Regions from separate parts of the Mus musculus genome. Here all the other regions are linked to region 2. The links are chromatin contacts, called in public HiChIP or PLAC-seq and capture Hi-C maps. All regions are on one chromosome and are shown on one strand. The core of a region is the stretch at or near the end of the contact, and the rest is flanking DNA. Distances in the headings are between cores, read along the strand shown. Region 1 overlaps Gm33199 (a long non-coding RNA gene). Region 2 has its middle 34 kb from the start of 1700018B08Rik. Region 3 overlaps Irf8 (interferon regulatory factor 8).

Evidence for each region. HiChIP or PLAC-seq counts read pairs in DNA pulled down with a chosen protein or histone mark. Capture Hi-C pulls out chosen DNA fragments and counts their contacts.
Region 1: a contact with region 2 is called in an H3K27ac HiChIP or PLAC-seq map of large pre-B cells, with 4 times the contacts expected there. The contact joins two enhancer-like sites. A contact is called at or near these places in 2 of 115 datasets of contacts at active chromatin or transcription factors (embryonic basal ganglia and large pre-B cells) and 1 of 9 other capture datasets (embryonic stem cells).
Region 3: a capture Hi-C map of embryonic stem cells shows a contact between it and region 2, with 3 times the contacts expected there. The contact joins two enhancer-like sites. A contact is called at or near these places in 8 of 39 promoter capture datasets (the 3T3-L1 cell line, the SN4741 cell line, embryonic stem cells and 4 more), 1 of 115 datasets of contacts at active chromatin or transcription factors (large pre-B cells) and 2 of 9 other capture datasets (adipose tissue and embryonic stem cells).

What each region holds. Positions count from the first base shown.
Region 1 is chr8:120,794,683-120,798,774 of GRCm38.p6, reverse strand. Gm33199 (a long non-coding RNA gene) reads right to left here. Exons shown (of 2, transcript XR_388109.3): 2 at 3,401-4,092. Among named protein-coding and RNA genes, the nearest start is that of Gm33199, 9.7 kb to the right of the region's middle. Within about 2 kb of position 2,349, at least 38 of the 459 cell types and tissues checked have an H3K27ac peak or open chromatin away from gene starts, as enhancers often do.
Region 2 is chr8:121,508,006-121,511,825 of GRCm38.p6, reverse strand. No RefSeq gene overlaps it. Among named protein-coding and RNA genes, the nearest start is that of 1700018B08Rik, 34 kb to the left of the region's middle. Within about 2 kb of position 2,040, at least 5 of the 459 cell types and tissues checked have an H3K27ac peak or open chromatin away from gene starts, as enhancers often do.
Region 3 is chr8:120,743,421-120,747,547 of GRCm38.p6, reverse strand. It overlaps Irf8 (interferon regulatory factor 8), which reads right to left. Exons shown (of 9, transcript NM_008320.4): 3 at 3,659-3,842; 4 at 1,840-1,928; 5 at 240-345. Among named protein-coding and RNA genes, the nearest start is that of Irf8, 9.1 kb to the right of the region's middle. Within about 2 kb of position 1,442, at least 41 of the 459 cell types and tissues checked have an H3K27ac peak or open chromatin away from gene starts, as enhancers often do.

The DNA of each region.
Region 1 (4,092 bases), core at 1,100-3,599, 710 kb after region 2:
AACGGCGAGGTCTATAGGCACAAGATATGTGCCACCCCACCCTTTTCTAGAGCTGGTTATGGTAACACACCTGGACCCCTCACCGTAATTCCTGTTTTCGTGCCAGCTGCACTCATGGAAGGCCTCACACACATGGTCTCGGGCCTCAGACTTGGAGAGAAGCAGAGGAAGTGGGCAAGGGCAGGCGGGGAGTCATGAAGCATGCTGGGATGGCAGACACTTGGCCACAAGGAGGTTGGCAAAGAAGAGGGCACTTGTGTCAGGCACAGTGACCAACTGTAGCACTCTACGGTAGTGAGTGCCGAGGCACAGCCTCACAGGCTCAGTGAATATCTTCCTGCTTCACTGCAGAACAGTCCAGAAACACAGTCACTGGCCAGCAGAAGCTGCCTGTGAGAGTGATCTCAAGGATGGAAAGTAGAGAAGAGGTGAGAGACATGTCACACACACAGAGGTGAATGTCAGTCACACACAGCGCAAAGTGAATGTCACACACACCACAGAGAAACACCACTCTGCCGGCGGCCAGGGTCTGAGCCGAGGCTCTGTCCTCGAAGCTTCGGAGGCTGTGAGGAACAAGGGCTCCTCAGGACCTGGGTTCAGAGGGTGATGGAGCAGTTGGAAGGTCTCAGCAGAGACCCTGCAAGGTGAGATTGAGGAGTAGACAGACACAGAGGATACAGTTCAGATACGGCACCCACGTGGGCCAGGGGTAGAATTGACAGAGAAGATGCAAAGGATGCTGGGAGCTCTACAATACACATTACCTGCTGTGTGTCTCCATGTCACAAAAAAACAAACAAATACCTCCATACTCTGGTATGAATGTCGTCTGCAGCTGGGACATAAAATGAGAAGGAAGAGGACCAGGAGGTGGACATACACAAGTGCATTCTGGGAGAGACCTCCAGCATCACTCTGTCCACCCCCTCATCTTAAAATGGGAAACCAGAATCGAAGGGCTCTTGTATTGACAGCCACCAGCAACAGACCCAGTCCCTCTGTCTGGTCCCAGTCTGATGGCATCTGTCCAGTGGTAAAATCAGGCTTCTCACTGTGCCCAGTGACACCCACCCCACACCGTCATTTTCCTCTCGCTTGCTGTGTAAAATTAACTGGGCCATGAGTTTCAGAAAAGCACACCTGTTGCCTCCTTCAGTGGCAAGAAAAAGAAACCAGCAGGGACTTTCCTGCCAGCCGGCCCGGGTGGGTGAGAGGCAGGCAGGGTGCAGGGTGGAGGGTTGCACCTCTCTGTGGGACAGAAGGAAGGTCCCTGGGACATTTGCCATCTGTCACATGTGTGCTGCGTCCCTCACACGTGAATCTCTGTGCTTCGTGCTGAAGTGTGACACAGGAGCCAAAACAAAAACAAACAAAAAAAAATGCAGATTCTAAGCATGGCTCAGCACATAGTAGGTAGCCACAGTGTCCTCTGCACAGTCCATAGCAACAGTGTCCTCTGCACACAGTAGGTAGCAATAGTGTCCTCTGTACACAGTAGGTAGCCACAGCATCCTCTGCGCACTGTAGGTGGCAACAGTGACCTCTGCACACAGTAGGTGGCAACAGTGTCCTCTGAGCACAGTAGATAGCATAGTGTCCTCTATGCACAGTAGGTAGCACAGTGTCCTATGCGCACAGTAGGTGGCAACATGTCCTCTGCACACAATAGATAGCAAGTGTCTTCTGTGCACAGTAGGTAGGCACAGTGTCCTCTGTGCACAGTAGGTAGCAACAGCACCAAAGAGAGAACCAGAGGAACAGGTGGCATCAGCCAGAATCCCTTTCTGTCTCCACCACAGACGACCAGATTAAAGTCGAAGCCCCCCAAGCCTTCCCCCATGTCTCCCAGCACACGGGTCTGTCTCTTCTCTCTTCCAGATCCCATGACATGTGGTCACATGAGTGATACTAAGTTGCATTTCTGTAGATTAAAGGAAAAAAAAACACAATATAAGCAGTCTGGTCACAGCCCAGTGGCAGGTGCCTGGTGCTGCTGTTCCCGCTGGGAGCAGGAGGAACATGGGTTGAGTGGCTTTCTGCCCCGCACTGTATGTATTGAAAGCTACTACCTGTGGCATCACTGCCCCAACTGTAGGACCACCCACTCGACATGGAGGTGGCAAGTCCCAGTGACCCTGTGAGGTTTCCTGGGAAAAGATACCCAAGATCACAACTCTGGGGTCATTTCTTTGACAGACCTGTCTCCTGGACTTTCTCCACAGGCCCCAGAGGCTGCACATCCAAGGTTAAGACAGCCAGACAGCCAGGCAGCTGAGGAAACTTGGGGAAGAGGAGAGCCGGAGTGACCAGCAGAGGGCGCTGCTGCCCTTGGCATCCTCCAGGCCACACTACCAGGCTGGCCTCCTAAGGCTCCTGCTCAGACCACAGTCTGAGGCACACATAGAGGCACACAACCTGGGATTGGCATGAGTCCACAGACAGGCTGATGGTAGCGGTGGGGAGGGGGGGTCACAGGAATTAGCTGGGCAGAAAAGAGGTCTCTGCATACCCCAGGATAGGAGACTGGTGAGGCACAGACCCTGGAGTAAGACTGTCCCCAGTGCTCCCCAGCCGGTGTCCTCACCAAGCATTTGCCTGAGACTCACCCTGTCTTTATGGCCTCGCCCCAGTTATCATCTGGACTTTGTGACATACTGCCAGGGTCAGAGAGAAAATGAAAACGAAAAAGAAAAAGAAAGCTGGGCAAGAACTTGCCACAGAGGCCAAGGCCAGCCACCCCTGTTAGCCGTCCCTTTATCCGATGCGATAAGCACTGATTGATTATGACCAGACTGGCTTGGAGGAAAGCCCTGAGAACAGAGGTCAGAGGTCAGACCCTTGTCCCCTTCCCTTCCCACCATGACAAAGAGCTCACGTATCATCCCCTGTCACTCAACAGTTGATGAGCACATCTGTGTCCAGGGGCATGTGAGTCAGGGGACTGACAGCCATACGGCCAGAGCCTCATACCTTGGGAACAACCCCATTCCCACCCTCCGTCGCCAGCACACACTGAAGGAACTTTAATGTTCACACAGCAAATCCAGCCTCCATTTCTCTGGGCATCTCTCAGCGTTTTGTTTTGTCTTTCAGTTTTAAACGGCAAGCGAGCAGGACTGCCTTGGACCAAACTCTGACAGCTCTCACTGTCTCTATTAATCTCACCTAGTCAACTCCGGGGCATGGCGAGGGCCACAGTTACTAGGCCAGGCATGGTACCCGCTCTCCACCAAGGAACCTCCACTCCACAAAGAAGAAAGGGGGACCCCAACTCTCAGGAGCTCTCCCAGGTCACTTAGACAGTTAACTGTGGGGGGAACCTGCTAGAACAAGTTAGGGTTCAGTCACACCAATCCACCCAACTACCCCCAGGATTTCTAGGCACCCAGGTATGGGAGAAGGTTCTAGAAAAATGTATATTTTTTCCATTAATCCTCCAAGATGACTTCAGAGAGGACAGTGCTTCAGGCTTTATGGCCCTGTGAATGTGGGAGCTGAAGGTGTCCCCAAAGAGCAGAGGAATATCCCCTCGCCCCATGTCAAGACAGGTGGCTCGCCTTCAACTTCATGCTCTTTCTGTTTGTTTTGTTTCTCAGACTCATCCATTACATTTGGATTTTTCTATCCTCAGAGGTGACCAGATATGTTTCTCAAAGCCATGAGTCAGAGAGAAGCATGGCCCGCATGAGCCATTCATATCCCAAAGCCACAACATGTCCGATGCTTTTCCTGGGGGTAGCCTTGGGGGAAACTTTTCTAAAAAGAAGAAAAAAAAATCCTGCATTTCAAAGTGAGAACAGGAGAGACTTGAGTTACCTCAGTAAGGCCCAGGCCTCCTGTCCAAACAGGGAATGGATCAGGGTTGTCCAGCCCTGTCCCCAACGCCATACAACTGGGCTTCACTCTCTGCCGGCCCAGGAACATAGAAAGGACTTATCCAGTGGTGAGATCTGTGTGAGGGGAGCCAGCCAGCCCCGCAGTGTGCACAGTGGGACAAAGACTTCCATTCCTTTACTCAAGAGCCAGGCAGGCTGTGCGAGCTGCCCCGCTCCACGGAGTCTGGGGTGGCTGAGAAAGGAACAGCAGATG
Region 2 (3,820 bases), core at 791-3,290:
TGCGCGCACACGTGAGGGAGCTTTGTTCGACAGGATGCCTTCTTGGTTTTTGGTGTGGTACAAATATCTTTTCTCTCGTTCCTCGAGTGCCCCCATTTCTGTTACTGCTGCGGGAGCTACAGTCTCCATGTTTGTTCTGTCTTTGTTTGTGTGGTGGAACTGATTCCACCGCTGATGGCAGCTGCCTTTTCCCTATTATTGAAGGTTTTGTTTTAAAAAAATATTTATTTACTTATTTATTCGCATTTTGACAGGATCTTGTCAAGCATCCCAGGTAGGTTGTATGAGTGCTAGGACTCTGGACACCTAGTGAATGGATTTAATTTTTTTTTTAACTTTTAAGTTAGCACGTAGGATTATCAAGGTGGCTCAGTTAAGTAAAGGCATTTGCTGACAGGTCTGCCAACCTGAGCTCCATCCCTGGGACCCCAGCCACAAGGTGGAAGGAGAGGGCTGACCCCCTGGAGTTGTCCTCTGGATTTCCACACACGGGCTGTGTGTGTTTCTGTCCTCAATAGGTACAGACAAAATATTGGATTTTATATGGCATTTTCAAACAAATGATGTCTTTGTTGATCCTTCTTCTCGACTCGAGTAATTTTGTATGTGTGGTACATGTATGTGTTTGTGTGTGTGTGGTATATGTATGTGTTTGTGTGTGTGGTGAATGCATGTGTTTGTGTATATGGCAAGCATGTATGTAGATGTGTATTGTACATGGAAGCCATGGATCGATATCCATTGTCTCCTTCAGTTATTCTCCACCTTATATATTAAAAAAAATTACTACCTTTATATATATATATATACGAATACATATCTATGTATATATCTATATCTGTATCTGTATCTATCTATCTATCTATCTATCTATCTATCTGTCTCTCTCTCTATCTATCTATCTATCATGTGTAGAGGTCAAAGGACTTGGGAATTGGGTCTTTCCTGTTGTGGAATCCCGGGATTGAAACTCAGGTCTCTAGGGTTTGTGGCAAGCCCCTTTAGCATGCTGGTCCCACCTTATTTTGTGAGACAAGGTTTCCCTGAACCTGGAGCTCTCTGATTTGGCAAGACTGTCTGGCTAGTGAGTTTCAGGGACCCGCCCATCACATCCAGTTCTTTATGTGCGTGCTGGGGATCAAACTCAGGTCCTCTGCTTGTGTGGCAAGCGCTTTACCCACTGAACCACTGCCCTAGCCCCTAGTTAAGCTCGTCATAGAAAGATGAACATGAGGTACCTAAAACACAGCGCTCGAGGCTTTGTTTTGTTGTTTGGAAACATTGTAACGTTTGGAGAAGGCCATTGTGATCTTTGGAGACTGGCGTTGTGAGACGGCAGGTTTTAAGCTGTCAGGGTGGTTCTTCTGATGAGAGTACTCAGACACATCAAACCATCACTTACGGTTTGTGTCCTGCATGAGGGCCTCCTAAGGAAGGATCGCTCCGTGGCTAAGACAGCAGGCGAGAGACTGCAAGCCAGCACATGCTGGAGACACTGTGTCTCTGAGAGAAGTCTTGCGCATCAGCTCAAGCTGCTCTGAGGCCTCCATGGGCTCTGATACCTGGCTGAGACTGTGATGGGCTGTGTGGTGGTTGGTCAGTATGCTGAGTCAGGGCCAGCTGTGAAACCGTCACACGCCAACCTGGTTGTCACTGCTGTGGCCTGTTGGCTTTCTGTATGGCATAGAGCTTTTCTCTGGAGGAGTAGACCTCATCTAGTCAGGTGACAACCTCTAAGTAAGGGCCAGACGTCCCCAAGGTGGAAGATCCCTGGTTGGACAGCCACACAGCACCTGCAGTGTTCCCAGCCTGTGCAGCTCCGGCTTGTGGGCCTCCCAAGTCACAGGCTAATTTCTTCATTTCTTCCTACTGGCTCTCTCTGTCCTGGAGCCTTCGCTGACATCAGATGTGAGGACAGGGTCCCCAGGGTGTGAAGCACTCGAGAGTGGCAGCCTGGTTTACTGAGCTTCTACAGATGTGCACTTGTGGGCTGTGGGCTGTGAATGCTAACACAGGACATACTGTCACACAGGAGTTCCCCTGCAGGAGGATCTGCACCCCAGCAGATACATGTCATAGTGCCTGCATCTGCAGCCGCAGCAGTTCTGGGTAAGGGTGTCTCAGCAGGGGTGACTTCTCATGGACAAGCCCCATTTGTATGCAGGGGCTCAAGGGTGGTTCAGGACACTTCACCGGGCTTCTCCCCAACCCGCTTTCATGGGCGCTAGAAGCAGTGGTTGATCCAGGACTCAGGGGAGGAACAGGGGTCACACAGCTCCCCCCACTTTCCACTGTCACACATAGACATATGATTTGTCCTAAGAGGACTGCTGTTGCTCTGGGGCCACATGGAGCAGGTTCTACCTCTTGCTTTTGGCTGGACCCTGGGGCTCTATGGGTCTTGTACGTGGGAGAAGGTGTGTGTGTGTGTGTGTGTGTGTGTGTGTGTGTGTGTGTGTGTGTGTATGAGCTAGGTCCAAGAAAGCAGATTCAAAGGTACTGGGTCAGGGGAGAGGTTCCTTCTAGGGGTTTTGAGGTCTGTTGCATGCTCAGGCTATGCCCAGTGTGACACAGTCTCCTGCTGCTGAGGAGAAGGAGTAGAACTCTTGGCTCAGTCCCCAGCACCAGGCCTGCCACGCTTCCCGCCATGGTGATAATGGACTGAACCTCTGAACTGGAAGCCAGCTCCAATTAAAGCCATTTATAAGAGCTGTCGTGGTCATGGTGTCTCCTCAAAGCAACAAAACCCTAACTAAGACAGAGGGCTCTCTGCAGAAGCACGGGGCATAAGCTTAGACCCCAGCTCCTGGGAACAGCCAGGTGTGATGGCACATTCTTATGACAGCAGTGCTGGGCAGGCAGAGACCAGATCCACAGGGCTCACAGGACTGCTAGTCTAGGCAAGATGGCAGGCTCTAGGTTGAGACCCTGTCTTAAAAAAAGAGAGAAAAAAATAAGTGGAGAGGGTAGGCACACACAGGCAAGCATCCCTGCACACATGAGCAAGTCTAAAAACAAGATGGCAAATAACTTTGATTTATTTATTTACTTTATGTATATGAGTACACACTGTAGCTGTACAGATGGTTGTGAGCCTTCATCTGGTTTTGGGAATTAAATTTAGGACCTCTGCTCGCTCTAGCCAACCCCGCTCACCCTGGTTGGCTCTGCTCGCTCAGTCCCTGCTCGCTCCGGCCCAAAGATTTATTTATTATTATATGTAAGTACACCATAGCTGACTTCAGATGCACCAGAAGAGGGTGTCCGATCTCATTACAGATGGTTGTGAGCCACCATGTGGTTGCTGGGATTTGAACTCAGGACCTTCAGAAGAGCAGTCAGTGCTCTTACCCGCTGAACCATCTTACCAGCCCCAGTAAATAATTTTTTTAAAAATGATTTTAATTTTGTACGTTGTCTCCTCCTTTTCTTCCTCCTCCTCCTCTTCCTCCTTTTTCTCTTCTTCCTCCTCCTCTTCCTCCTTTAGGGTCTCACTATGTAGCTTTGACTGGCTTGGAACTTGCTATGTAGATCAGGCTGGCTTGATCTCACAGAGATCCACCTTTCTTAGGATTGAAAGTAGGCATCAGCCAGGTGTGGCGGATCATGCCTTTAATCCTAACACTTGGGAGTCAGAGGCAGGCAGATCCTGCTCTACACAGAGAGAGTTCCAGGACAACCAGGACTACACAGAGAGACGATGTCTCAACCACCACCACCACCACCACCACCCACCATCATCACCCACCATCATCACCATCACCACCACCATACCACGGATGAGTCTTCTGTCTGCACATATGTCTGGGCACCATGTGTG
Region 3 (4,127 bases), core at 193-2,692, 760 kb after region 2:
TCCCTTGAGGCTTGGGGATGTTGGCAGGCTCCTCTCAGCTTCCGGGGACTACAGGAGGGGACTGACCATGCATGACTACCAAGACCTTTGTGCCTGCCTGAGAGGCTGCAGCTTGGCTGTCTCGGTCCCCGGCTGTGACTCATGACCCTTCCACAGGACATGGATCCTAGCAGTGGCAAGCACCTCCTACCCTAACATAAAGAGCCTAGTGGTTGCTAGTGCCGGACAGCCACACTCACCTGCACTGGGCTGCTGGACCCACCAGTCAGGGAGGATCTGGCTCCTGCAGGCCTCTGGTGGGGATGGGCTCCTCTTGGTCATACCCATGTACTCATCCACAGAAGGCTGTAGACCCAGGTGACAGAAAAGAGCAGTTGAGTCCCGGGTCACCAGCACAGCACTCACCTGACCCCATGTTTGTAAAACCCAATATCAGACACACAACTAAATCCACAACTTTTATCTCATGAGAGAAAAGCAGAGCTTCCCTTTGCAATTCATCAGACCCTAAGCTACAAACCCACTGGGCTGGCATCCTGACTAGCCTTGGCTATGAAAGAGTTCACTGGCCTTCAGATGCTGGGAGACATAGCCCAGTTCTGGGGCAACCCTCTGGGGTGACACCAAGCCAATTCTACTGTGCTGAGAATCTCACTCAGAGAGCCACAGGGCTCTCGGGCCTTCAGTGGTGGATGGGTCCAATTAGGAGACGTCCTGAAACCTCCTTTGCTTGTGACCCTGGTGTGACATCATCACCATCTACTGGCTCAGGCAAGTTGGCAGTAAAGGCTTATACCGAAAACAAGACAAGGTGGGGGTGGGGGAGACACAGAACCAAGACCACCCAGAACATCACAACGGCCATGTGCCGCAGAGCTGGGCAGCTTGGGAAGGTGATGCTGGCCGGCTGCAGTGCTCCACAGAATGCTGCAGACCACACAGCTGATGTGTCGTTGCTAACAACAGTCTTGGTTTTATTTTTATGATGTCACTGAGCTGGGGATGGAAACCGGGACTTTGTGCACGCGAGGCGAGCGCTCTACCACGGAGCTATGTCATTGCCAGCCTTTTTCCCCTTTTGATTTCAAGGCAGGGTCTCGTGAAGTTTTCTACCTTGAATTCATTCTGCAGCTCAAGCAGGTCTTAACCCCTCCTGCCTCCGCCTCCTGAGTAGCTGAGGTGACAGGGTCTGGGCCAGCTGCCGTCTAAAGAGACCTCATCTTGCTTATATAAGCTTAAAGGGTTGTTTCAGCTATGGAAACCCCACCTTGTACAGACACAATATAAAGGCTAAAAACAGACACACAAAAAAGCCATCTGTTTAACTTAAACGGAGCCCACTGAGCCTTCAGTTCCAGGCTGCCAACCATGCATGTGATGGGGGATTATTCTAAGATGTGTGTTTTGTGTATGCTGCTGGGAACTGTCGTACACGATAGGTGAGCGCTGAGCCACAGGCTGGTCCCCACCACCTTTAGTGGATCCTACGGGCCTCAGTCATCCAATCTTATAACACACTCAGGAATAAAACCTGTGTCTTGAAAAGCAAGCCATCTAGTTACCATGAGGGCCGACGGGATGACCAGAAGCGATGGAGACCTCCATATGAAGCTTGGCTAAGAAACAAGGCTAAGACTCCATGGAGACCTTCAAAGCTGCTATTCAATGGGTTTAACTATGCTTGGATGGGCAGGGCCTGACCAGTAAAGGGAGGCTGGCCTGGGGAGGTAGCTGGGGTGTCCCTCACTTCCCTGCAGAGCCTGAGGCTCTCAGTGCCTCTGAGGGTTAGAAGCAATGTCCCATCCTCCCTGGAAGACGCCTGAGACCCCCTCCACTCACTTCCTTGATCAGCTCCTCAATCTCTGAGCGGCCACACTCCATCTCAGGAACTTCGCTCATGCAGCCTGCAGGTGCCACGCCCAGCTTGCCTATGGGAAAGGGGACAGACACCATGACCCAGGGCAGCCGAGCACACTGCAACCTTTTCTTAAAATGCTGAATTAAGGAAACGGGAGTAGTGAGCGTCCTCGCTGGTTTTGACCAGCAGCTGCTGGAAGGTTTGGGAAAGGCTCAGCCCTTGCTTCTCATGGCCGGGTCATCTGATCTGCCAAGTCAAAAAGGGAGAAGTGGTGGGTGGTGGAGGGGTTGTAAACACTGGCTTGTGAAGGACAAGCGCCAGACTTTGGCTTCTTCCTTCTATCTGAACCCCACCGGGTGCATTTTATACCAGGCATTTATGGCCCATATACTGAAGGTAAGTTTGCTAGGCTGGGTTTTTATCAAACACCCAGAGATTTCCTGGAAGGTAGGGAGTGCCAGGTAACAGAAAATCTTTTTGCCCTTTTATACGTGTGCATGTGCGTGTGTGCGTGTGTGCGTGTGTGTGTGTGTGTGTGTGTGTGTGTGTGTGTGTGTGTGTGTGTGTGTATACGTGCCACATGGGGAAGTCACACACATGACATTTCACAGCCTCTGCCTGCCTCCCAGGGGACCAATGCTTTCATCGGCCAGTATCCTGGTCCAGATGGGTGCTGACCCACTTTGTACCTCTTCCCTGGGTACATTTGCCTCAGGAAGTTAACCTCCATGAGACACAGCAGGAACAATAACCCCTCCGCCCCCCACCCCCACCCCCCGCCAGGCTCCCCACCCCCAGGAACCTGTATCATCTCTCCCCATTGCTTCATCCAGGTGGAGAGACTCACCTAGAAGCCATGGCTGGGCAAGCAGAGGTTGAGAGCCCCACCCACCCACCCAGCCAGCCAGAGAGGCAGGCAAACCACTCAACTTCACAGTACAGTATACCAAGACAAATGCCATGCAAATGCTATGTCCTTCTGCCTCTCCTTCACCCCCAAACCTGCAGGTGAGGGGGCTCCACCCACACTATAAACAAGTCAGGGTCATTAACCAGATCAAGCCTGGCTGGTCCTGGGGGAGCAGGGCTCTGAAAGAAACTTCCCTATTGCTTCAAATCACTGCGAAGACAAAGGAGCCGGCCTTCCAGAAGCAGTACAGAACGGACCAGGCCCTGGGAGCCACGAGGCTCTGCTGGGGAAGGCCAGTGTGCGTTCATTCCTTTACAGATGCTCTTAGGACATTACCGCTGGAAAAGACCTCGGCATTGATGTTATCCTCTCCAGCAGTGACACACCGAAGCCATCAGTGATGTCCCCACTGCCGGCCCGTCTAACTGGAGAACTTTTCCCTGGACCTTACCGCCCGTCCCTGCCTTGCCCACTCCTCCCCAGCCTCCTCTGTAGACTGCCTGGAAGCAGCAGGGAATCCTGCATCACAGACTTCAGCAGAGCCTCAAACCCATTTGGAGGAGTTTATGCTGAGCTCCGGGGACTCGCTCCCTCCAGCTTCTGGCTGCCATGACCCAGAGTCCACCACCCTTCCCTGCCTCCACTGGGCCACTCCCTCTGCAGGAAGCTGCCACTTGACAGCACATGGCGTATGAGGTCAGCAGAGCAGCTCTCTATGTCTGCTTACACAAGAGAGAACAACTCTGGTGAGCTAAAACCAGGCACCCAAACCCTGTGGGTGGCATGTCTGCTCTAGCCCTGTGGAGACTGAGGGCTTCAGGAGCTAAGCGTGGGGGGGGGGGGGGTGAAGGAGGTTCCTAGAGGGCTTCCTGGTCCCAACAGATAGTTACATTTTTGTTCTTCCTCGGGGACAATTCGGTAAACTTTATATGGCTCAGAAATGTCCAGCTGGGACCGGTCAGTCACTTCTTCAAAATCTGGGCTCTTGTTCAGAGCACAGCGTAACCTCGTCTTCCACGTGGCTGGTTCAGCTTTGTCTCCCTCTTTAAACTTCCCTTTAAAAACTGCCCAGGCCTGAAGAACGAGAGAGAAACTCAGTAAACACAGAGGGACACAAACCACAGAGTTCAACTCAAAGGCCGGCTGCATACCGCCCGCCCCCTTCCCCCAGAGCCTTTCCTGGCCATCAACCCTTGTCCAAGGTCAGCACCCAATTGGACTTCAGGAAGACCACTGTATCTCAACAGACAAGAGCTGGGTAAGGGTCCCCCAAAACACTCAGCAAAGCTGGAATTTGAACCCAGGCTCCCCACAGCCTAGGATGCAGCTTTGGCAAAGTCCTCTGGCTTGAAGGACCTG